Linked DNA regions of Sus scrofa: region 2 is linked to region 1. A link is a contact called in public HiChIP or PLAC-seq data. All regions are on one chromosome and are shown on one strand. Each heading gives the region's core, a stretch centred on a gene start, on an enhancer-like site or on the middle of the called end of the contact. The rest is flanking DNA. Distances are from core to core; before and after follow the strand shown. Region 1 holds the start of KIAA1841. Region 2 holds the start of PAPOLG (poly(A) polymerase gamma).

The links. HiChIP or PLAC-seq counts read pairs in DNA pulled down with a chosen protein or histone mark.
Region 2: a contact with region 1 is called in an H3K27ac HiChIP or PLAC-seq map of alveolar macrophages. The contact joins the promoter of PAPOLG here to the promoter of KIAA1841 in region 1. A contact is called at or near these places in 1 of 5 promoter capture datasets (liver) and 1 of 2 datasets of contacts at active chromatin or transcription factors (alveolar macrophages).

Annotation. Positions count from the first base shown.
Region 1 is chr3:80,744,955-80,748,880 of Sscrofa11.1, reverse strand. KIAA1841 reads left to right here and starts at 2,575. Exons shown (of 20, transcript XM_021087516.1): 1 at 2,575-2,749.
Region 2 is chr3:81,023,504-81,027,512 of Sscrofa11.1, reverse strand. It overlaps PAPOLG (poly(A) polymerase gamma), which reads left to right and starts at 2,144. Exons shown (of 22, transcript XM_003125108.5): 1 at 2,144-2,471. The coding sequence starts at 2,455.

The sequences.
Region 1 (3,926 bases), core at 1,326-3,825:
ATGAAGTTTTAAGTGAGATTGCCCATTCCACAGAAAAGGCCTCAGGAACAAACATCTGCACAATGCCCAAGATTCTTCCTCCAACTGTTTGGGTCACTGCAGAGACACAGGTTGGATCCCAGCCCAGTGCAGTGGGTTAAAGGATCTGGAATTGCCACAGCTGTGGTTCAGATTCAATTTCCTGTCAGGGATGTGGCTATTAAAAAAAAAGAAGGAAGAAAAGGAGTCTTCCTTGGGCAAATGTCATTCAACCTAAGGAGTAGGACAAGTCACTTGAACTTAATCTGTTTGACCTTAAAATGAAAAGACTGAAGAAGTTATCTCAAGGATCCTTTCTAGTTCTGTCATTCTATAAACATATATTGTTCTAGAAAAGGCTGGAGAGTGGTGAAGAAAAGCTTCAGATGTTAAGTACCTAAATTGATTCCTCAGAGATGCACAGTAGATCAACAGCAAGAACAGATGTTATGGATGGAGTCCAGTAGCAGAGCTCCATTCTCTTCTGTCTGCCTGCAAACTGGTTAATTAACTGACTTTATTTCTTTTGACCAAACCTTGCTAAAAGCACAGTGGCAGTCAACAAGAAACTCACATTCTGACCTTTTCTAAACCACTTCACTCAGAACCCTAGGCTTAATAATCTGCCTTTCAAGTTAAAGCAGGTGAAAATATGTTTGGGAAGAGTCACCAGCCTGCAGTTTGTGTCTACCTGCCACATGTACCTTAGATCTTTGTTACTGTAGCACATCACTTTCAGGGACTAACTTTCTCTTTTAGGGAATACAGTGAGCTTCTGTAACAACAGATGCAAAATACATCTGTTTTTTGTATTGTTTTTTTTAGTGGCTAAAGCAAGACAAACATTTTTCTCATGTAACAGTTCGGAGGTAGGCAGACAGTCTGAGGCCTGTTATGCAGCTTTGCCTCAAAAGGTAATTCAGGACCCAGGTTCCTTCTATTATTTCTCTGCAATCAATCCCACATGGGTTGTTCTTATCCTTGTGGCTTAAGCTGCCTCACCGCCATCACAACTGAGTTCAAGCTTATGTGAAAGTGTTATCTGAAAACTGGGTTGCCCCAAGTAAGAACAATGAAGATCTTTCCCAAAGCAGTGTCTCCCTGAATAGCAAAATTGGATAAGTTTTCAGGTAAAGGCACATGCAATTTCATGAAGGTGCTTGAGTGGAGGAAAATTCAGCATAGACTTGGGGCAAAGATTGGCTGAGTCCAAGTCTTAGTTGATTGAAGGCCGGAGGATTAACATCATTATTCCATCCTACACCTGGGTGGGGGCCTTAGTTCCTGCAGAACTCAAAGACGGATCATTATGAATATCTCTTGAGGAGGAGCTAGGACTCTGCTCTATCACTGCCTTTTCTCTGTTCTTGCACTCCTTTGTTCCCTTAAGATCATTATTTCAAGGGCAAGCATTGTGGCCAGGCATAGATCACAAAATGGCATAGACCAAAATGGCTTCCCTTATTTCAAGAAAGCCATTCCTGGTTCTGTTTCTCTGGGTACCCCCTAACCTATCTGATTACAAAAGGAAGACAGGGCTGCAGCACTATTTACAATAGCCAAAACATGGAAACAACCTAAATGTCCATTGACAGAGGAGGGGATCAAGAAGATGTGGTACACAATGGAATATTACTCAGTCATTAAAAAGAACGAAATACCAGGATTTTTTGCAACATGGATGGACCTAGAAACTACCATGCTAGGTGAAGTCAGCCATACAATGAGACACCAACATCAAATGCTTTCACTGACATGTAGAATCTGAAAAAAGGACAGATTGTACTTCTTTGCAGAACAGATGCTGACTCAGATATTGAAAAACTTATGGTCTCTGGAGGAGATAGTTTGGGGGGTGGGGGATGGAAATCCTGTGAAATCAGATTGTTATGATCATTACACAACTACAGATGTGATAAATTCATTTGAGTAATTAAAAAATTAAAATTAAAAAAATATATTAAAAAAAAAGGAAGAGAGGGAGTAGAGACCAAATAGCTTCTCTTTAAGAATTTACCTAACTAGCTTCTTTGTGGTACAAATCTTGCCTAACTTTAATGTTCATACTTGCTGAACCTATTAATGTATGAAAACTTAATGTGTAACCCACAGCTATTTACATTTTTCAAGAGATGCTTCCTGCTGAAGACAATGCTTCACCCAAATACTTTCCATGTCCCTCAGATCATGCAACTTTCCCATTCTACTTGACCTAAGGAGCTATACAAAGCCAACAACGGTTTTAATTCATTCTTTATCTGAGTTCTTCTACTTCCCCTATGCTCCGCTTTCTTCTGGACTCAGAGTTGATCACCTAAGTTCAGGGTCGGGGCATGTGGTTGCTAAGAGACAAGACGCTGAAAGGATGGCAACGCTGCACTGCGGCAAGCCTGAGGGAGTGAATGCGAGGGGGGCGGGGAAGAAAAAGGCTTAGGCTAGGCGCGGCGCCCGCTCACCACCGCAGCTTCTCTACTCCCGCCCGCGCAGCAGGATCTCGTCTCTCATTGGCTCCGCTGCAGAGGCGCTGGCCTGCGATTGGCGGGCGGGGTCGATCCGGCGTTTCCCCGCCCCTGGCGCTGGTACCCCGCCGCCGCCTGTGGGCTAACAAGGACAGCTAACTAGGACGCCCCGGCCGGGTTTGCGGGTTGGGTTGTGGGGTCTTCATGGCCCCGGCAGTGCTGGCTTCTGCCGGTGAAGGAGACGCAGCGAAGGTCGCCGCGGCCTTGTGGAGGTGAGCGAGACGCCGAGGGGGTTCAGGTGCCGGCTAGGGGCGGGAAGTGCGGCGAGAGGCGGTACCGCGGGCACCTAGCAAGTTCCCTCCATGGCCTCCTCCCTAAGAGGAGGGCTGAGCTGGGCCGGCATCCTATTCGCCCAAAGTGCCCCCAAACGCCCCACACGCAGCCCACAGCCTGCCGGCCCTGTCTGCTCCAGAGCCCCGAAGCCTGCAGACCACCTGAGGGAGCCCCAAAGTCTGCAAGCTCGGCCTCGCCCGGGTCCCTTCCCAGCAACTGCCCCCGCCTCGTCCCGTTACCCGCCAGGCTCCTTTGTCCGCCCCCGGCTCGCTGTGCACCCAGAGAGTTTCGATCCGTGCGGGGGAGGCCGAGAGTCTGAAAAGGACTGGGGTGCCTTGAGGATGTGCCGCGCCGTAATCCCTGGGCCGAAGGTTTGCAGGGCTTTGATCCCGTTATCCTGCGTTTCAGCTGTGGTTTTCTTTGCTCCTTCACAATGAAAGCCAGCTGCCTCGGTTCTCAGTTGTGTCGGAAAGCCAGGGCACAAGGCTTATACCCCAGTGCTGGGTGACTCCGTGTTATAGCCCACTCTGTTATGCCAAAGGCCTTTGACCTGCTCTGATGCCGCCCCCCACCCCCACTTACTATCCTCCACTGCCTAGGAAAACAAGTCTGTCTGCAAGACCATTTTTATATTTGAAAAAACGGAAAAAGCAGATGCCAGTCGTGGACCTCTATTTTGTCTTAATTACTTGGATTGGTCTTATTAATACATTTAAATAATCCAGCATTATGGGAAAGGGAGAGAGGACATGAGATGTGTTCTTAAAAAGTGTAGTGTGTTAAACAAATAGAAGTTTTATTTTTGGCAAATAACATGTTTCACGTTGAAGAGGTTTTTGTTTTTGGTCTTGCCTGTGGCATGCAGAAGTTCCCTGGCCAGGGATCAAACCTGGGCCACTTCAGAGACAACACCAGATCCTTAACCCTCTGAGCCACCAGGGAACGCCTAAAAAATACCTTTTTCTTGTTCTATCATGAATAGGAGTAGATCTAGTAATACTGCAATTTGAGCTTCAAATTTTTCCCCATTGTCAGTTTTCGATAAGTCTGTACTTCTTTTCCAGAATGGGATGCACTGTGCCAGCTATTCTGAGAGAATTTATGTATTCAGTGCTA
Region 2 (4,009 bases), core at 895-3,394, 280 kb before region 1:
CACAGAATCAGCCTGCAAATCTTTCTGGTGTTTATGTTTGAAACAAGGCTGAGCCCTGAGAGAACCCTGTGCAGCTAGCAACAAAGATCTTGGTTAGAAACCTCAAGGAGGGGAGTTCCCATTGTGGCGCAACAGAAACAAATCTGACTGGGAACCATGAGGTTGCGGGTTTGATCCCTGGCCTCGCTCAGTAGGTTGGGGATCCAGCTTTGCCATGAGCTGTGGTGTAGGTCACAGACGCAGCTCAGACCTGGCATTGCTGTGGCTCTGGCGTATGCTAGCAGCTACAGCTCTGATTAGACCCCTAGCCTGGGAAACTCCATATGCCATAGGTGCAGCCCTAAAGGGACAAAAGGAAAAAAAAAAAAAAAGGAAACCTCAAGGAAAGGAGACTTTCAGTCTCCTAGTCTGGCAAGACTCCCTAAGCTGTTGGGGAGATGGGGAGAGGTGGCAAGAATGAGCTCTTTGGTGCTTCTGGGCAAGACCACAAGCCCTGATAAGGAGCTCTAAACAAGACCAGGATGCAGCAGAAGGTGCATTTACCAGGGCCCAGCTGTGTACAATTTGTCCTAACTCCCCCTGATTCCTTGATCTCAAGAAGTGGGAAGGGAGAGACCCTGGATGACCAAGACGGTCTGTGTCTGCCAGCTCAGAATGAGGAGCTTGAGGTCAAAAATTAAGTTTTAGAAAATAAAGTGATATTTCTTGCCTGTCTGAATTTTCATTTTGGCTCTACATACCCTTCTAATTCTTTTACAATCCTATTAACTTCATTTTAAAGACAGGAAAGGGCTTTTTAAGGTTAATTTCCCTAAGGTCACAAAACTAGAAAGTACCAAAACTAGAATTCGAATTTGGGTCTCCCTGGCATTGAAGCCCTTGATAGCAATTACTATATCCTGCCTGGGATAGGTTTTGCCATCTCCCTACCACCTGTACCCAATCCCTATTCCCAAATCTTGCTAATTTAAGCACATGCCCTATTCCAGAAAGCCACTATTGAGCATCCCCTGTCCCCAGGTTTAATTGGCCCTCTTTGGGCCTCCCAAAATCTCCTAACCGCATCCCATCACAGACTGTACTGTATTTTAGTGATCTCTCTATGTGCTTATTCTCCTTCACTAGACTGAACTTTTGAGAGCAGGAATTAAGTATCTCTAGTGCCTGACACATAGTAGGTGATTTGTTTCTACAACAGAAGAATATCACTTATATTCAATTGTCTCCTCACTAAACAATACATCTGGGAGTTACCTTTTGACTCAGCAGGTTAAGGATCTGGCATTGTCACCCCTGTGGCTCTGGTTACAGCTATGGCATGGGTTCATCCCTAGCATGGGAACTTCTGCATGCCTCAGGCCTACCAAAAAAGAGAATACCTCTGGTTTTGTGCACAACTAAATCACTGAAGCCTACCACAGTGCTTGACACAAATTAGGTTTTCAATAAATATTTTTGAATGAATGATTCTATATGTACTCTCTATCTACTATGACTCTGAGTCACATTCCAAGAAAAAGCTTCTTCACATTCTTTTCCTTATAATGACTTACTGTTTTAAATTATTTCTACCCTTTGACATTTTAAAATTTGTCATCACTTTACCATTTTCATCCTCACATGAAACACGATTTCCAATATTCAAAAGTGTGAGATTTTCATTGTGTTCTATTTATCCTATCACAAACTGCGAGCATTCCTATCAACCTCTTCCACTTTACTAGAACGTCATTAATCAGGGGGAGGTACTTAGAGGTGAAGGGAACAGTTAGCCTCCAATTGACAAGCTTGCTCTTCTCTGGGGTTATTGCAAAGTCACACGTTCCTGGGTGTGACCTTCTCAGGACATAATCTCCTCAAGGGCTGAATTGATTAGACTATGACTATGACCTATTAAATTAAAGGTGTGGCATAATGAAAGAGTTAAAATAGTATTTTCTATGCAAGGTTGTGATCTTTTTTAAAATATATGATATAGGCTCTCATAAGAGAAACAGGAAAACACGTCCCAAATTACCTTCCTAGCAGTTAGCCTGGATTGACAGTCCCACTGAACAAAGGAAGGAACCAAACACTCCTTGAGACCTATGTTTGCAGCCCGAGCCGGTTCCCCTCCTATGGGCGGGGCACCCGGAGCCTCCGGGACCCAGGGGGAGGGGGCGGGGTGGGGAGGGGGCGGGTCCAGGTCTCAAGGGGCGGGGCCACGGCGGGCGAGAGGCAGGCTGGGAAGCGGCGCCATATTGGCGTCGGCCGCGCTGTATTGTCATAAATAGAGCCGGTTTTGTGGTGTTTTCACTACTCGGTTGGATGCCTCGGCCGTAGTAAGTGAGAGAGTAAGAGAGCGAGGAAGCGAGCTGCAAACGAGCGGAGGAAAGTGGACAGGAGGAGAAGGGAAGAGCAAGAACAGGACTCCAGAGCGAAAGGCACTCGCCGGTGAGGGGGACGCAGGAAGCGATGAAAGAGATGTCTGCGTAAGTGTTGGGGGGCGGCGGTTGGGGGAGAGGCAGAACGGAGTGGGCAGGGATGGTCGGCCCGGGATCCCGCTTTCGTTTCCTGCCCCCGCGTTCTGGCCGGAGCACTGCAGGGTGGTCTCCTTCCCTGCACCCGGCCGGTCGACAAGGGCACCTCCCTACACACTGGGCGCTCACCTGGCACCCTTGCACAGACTCGGGGACTCCAGGAGACCCCCATCTGCGCCTGGCTGCCCCACCTCTGAGGACGCCCCCAAATGAGGTTGCGGCGGGAGAGAGGCTCGTGTGTCCGTAGGGAGAAATTGTCGGTCACAGTCCTGCCCCCAGCACTGTCTGAGCCGGTTTCTGCTCCAGTCTGCATTGGCGCAAATACCATCCCCCTACCTCCTCCTCCTCCGTCTTCATGACCTGCGGTCTCCAGGTCTTCAAGAGTGAATGACCTACCCCAGCCCATGGGTTTCTCTTTAATAAAGGTTGTGCTGTTTTCACCCTCCCCTGGCCTCCCCACCTATCCACCGTGCATCTGCGGGTCTCTTCCTCCTGCTCATACTTGGGTAAGTCAGAAACGGTGTCCTCCTGGCAGGATTTTAAGCTTTTGACATTTTGGTTTATTAGGAAATAATTTGAACATACAGAAAAATGCAAGGAATAGCATAAGCAGCATTTGTGTAGCCACCATCCATCTCTCCCCAAACATAACGTGCTGTGTGTGTGTGTGTGTGTGTGTGTGTGTGTGTTTATACACATCTTTATTTAAAAGAAACCAAGCATAATGAGTATATCTGAAGGATTCTCCTACCCCCTCCTCCTTTGGTCCCATTCACCCCCTCCCCCAGAGTTCCCCACAGTTCTGAATTTTATGCTCATTGCTGCATTTTTTTTTTTTTTTGCTATTGCTATACATGTATGTTCCAAATTGGCATTGTTTTACTTGTTTTTAAGCTTCATATAACTAGTATCACACTTGTCATTCTGCAGTTTCCATAGTGAAACATAGTATCTTTGAGATTTGTCCATGATAATGTTTTCAGCTCTAATTAATTCATATTAACTACTGTATTGTATTCCATTGTAGGGATAACACCCTAATTTAGTCCTTTTCCTGTTGGTGATTGTCTTATTTCTAAGTTTTTAATGTTAACTGTGGTAGTGAACATTCTTGTACATGCCTTTTGGTACACTTGAACTAGAATTTCTCCAAGGTGTTTACCTATAAGTTAAAATGATGAGTTGAGGGAAATGTAGGCTTCTGTTGCTTGCTTTTGTTTTCCTGACTAGGTGAGGGATGTTCAGAACCATGGAATTGGAATTTTAGTGCTAGTAGGCCCCTTGATGATCAACTTTCTCAGCATAGAGATAAGAAAGTGGGACCCAAGATTCATAGTTGTATCCATCTAAATGAAAACAATTAACTAGAGTCATAGACTGTGGCGGCTGATTCAAGCAAAGGATGTTAATGTAGGCTTCTCAGGAACAAACATAGTTGTGATTTCTTTTTAAAAGCTAGAATATTTCACAAGGACCTACTAAATGGGATG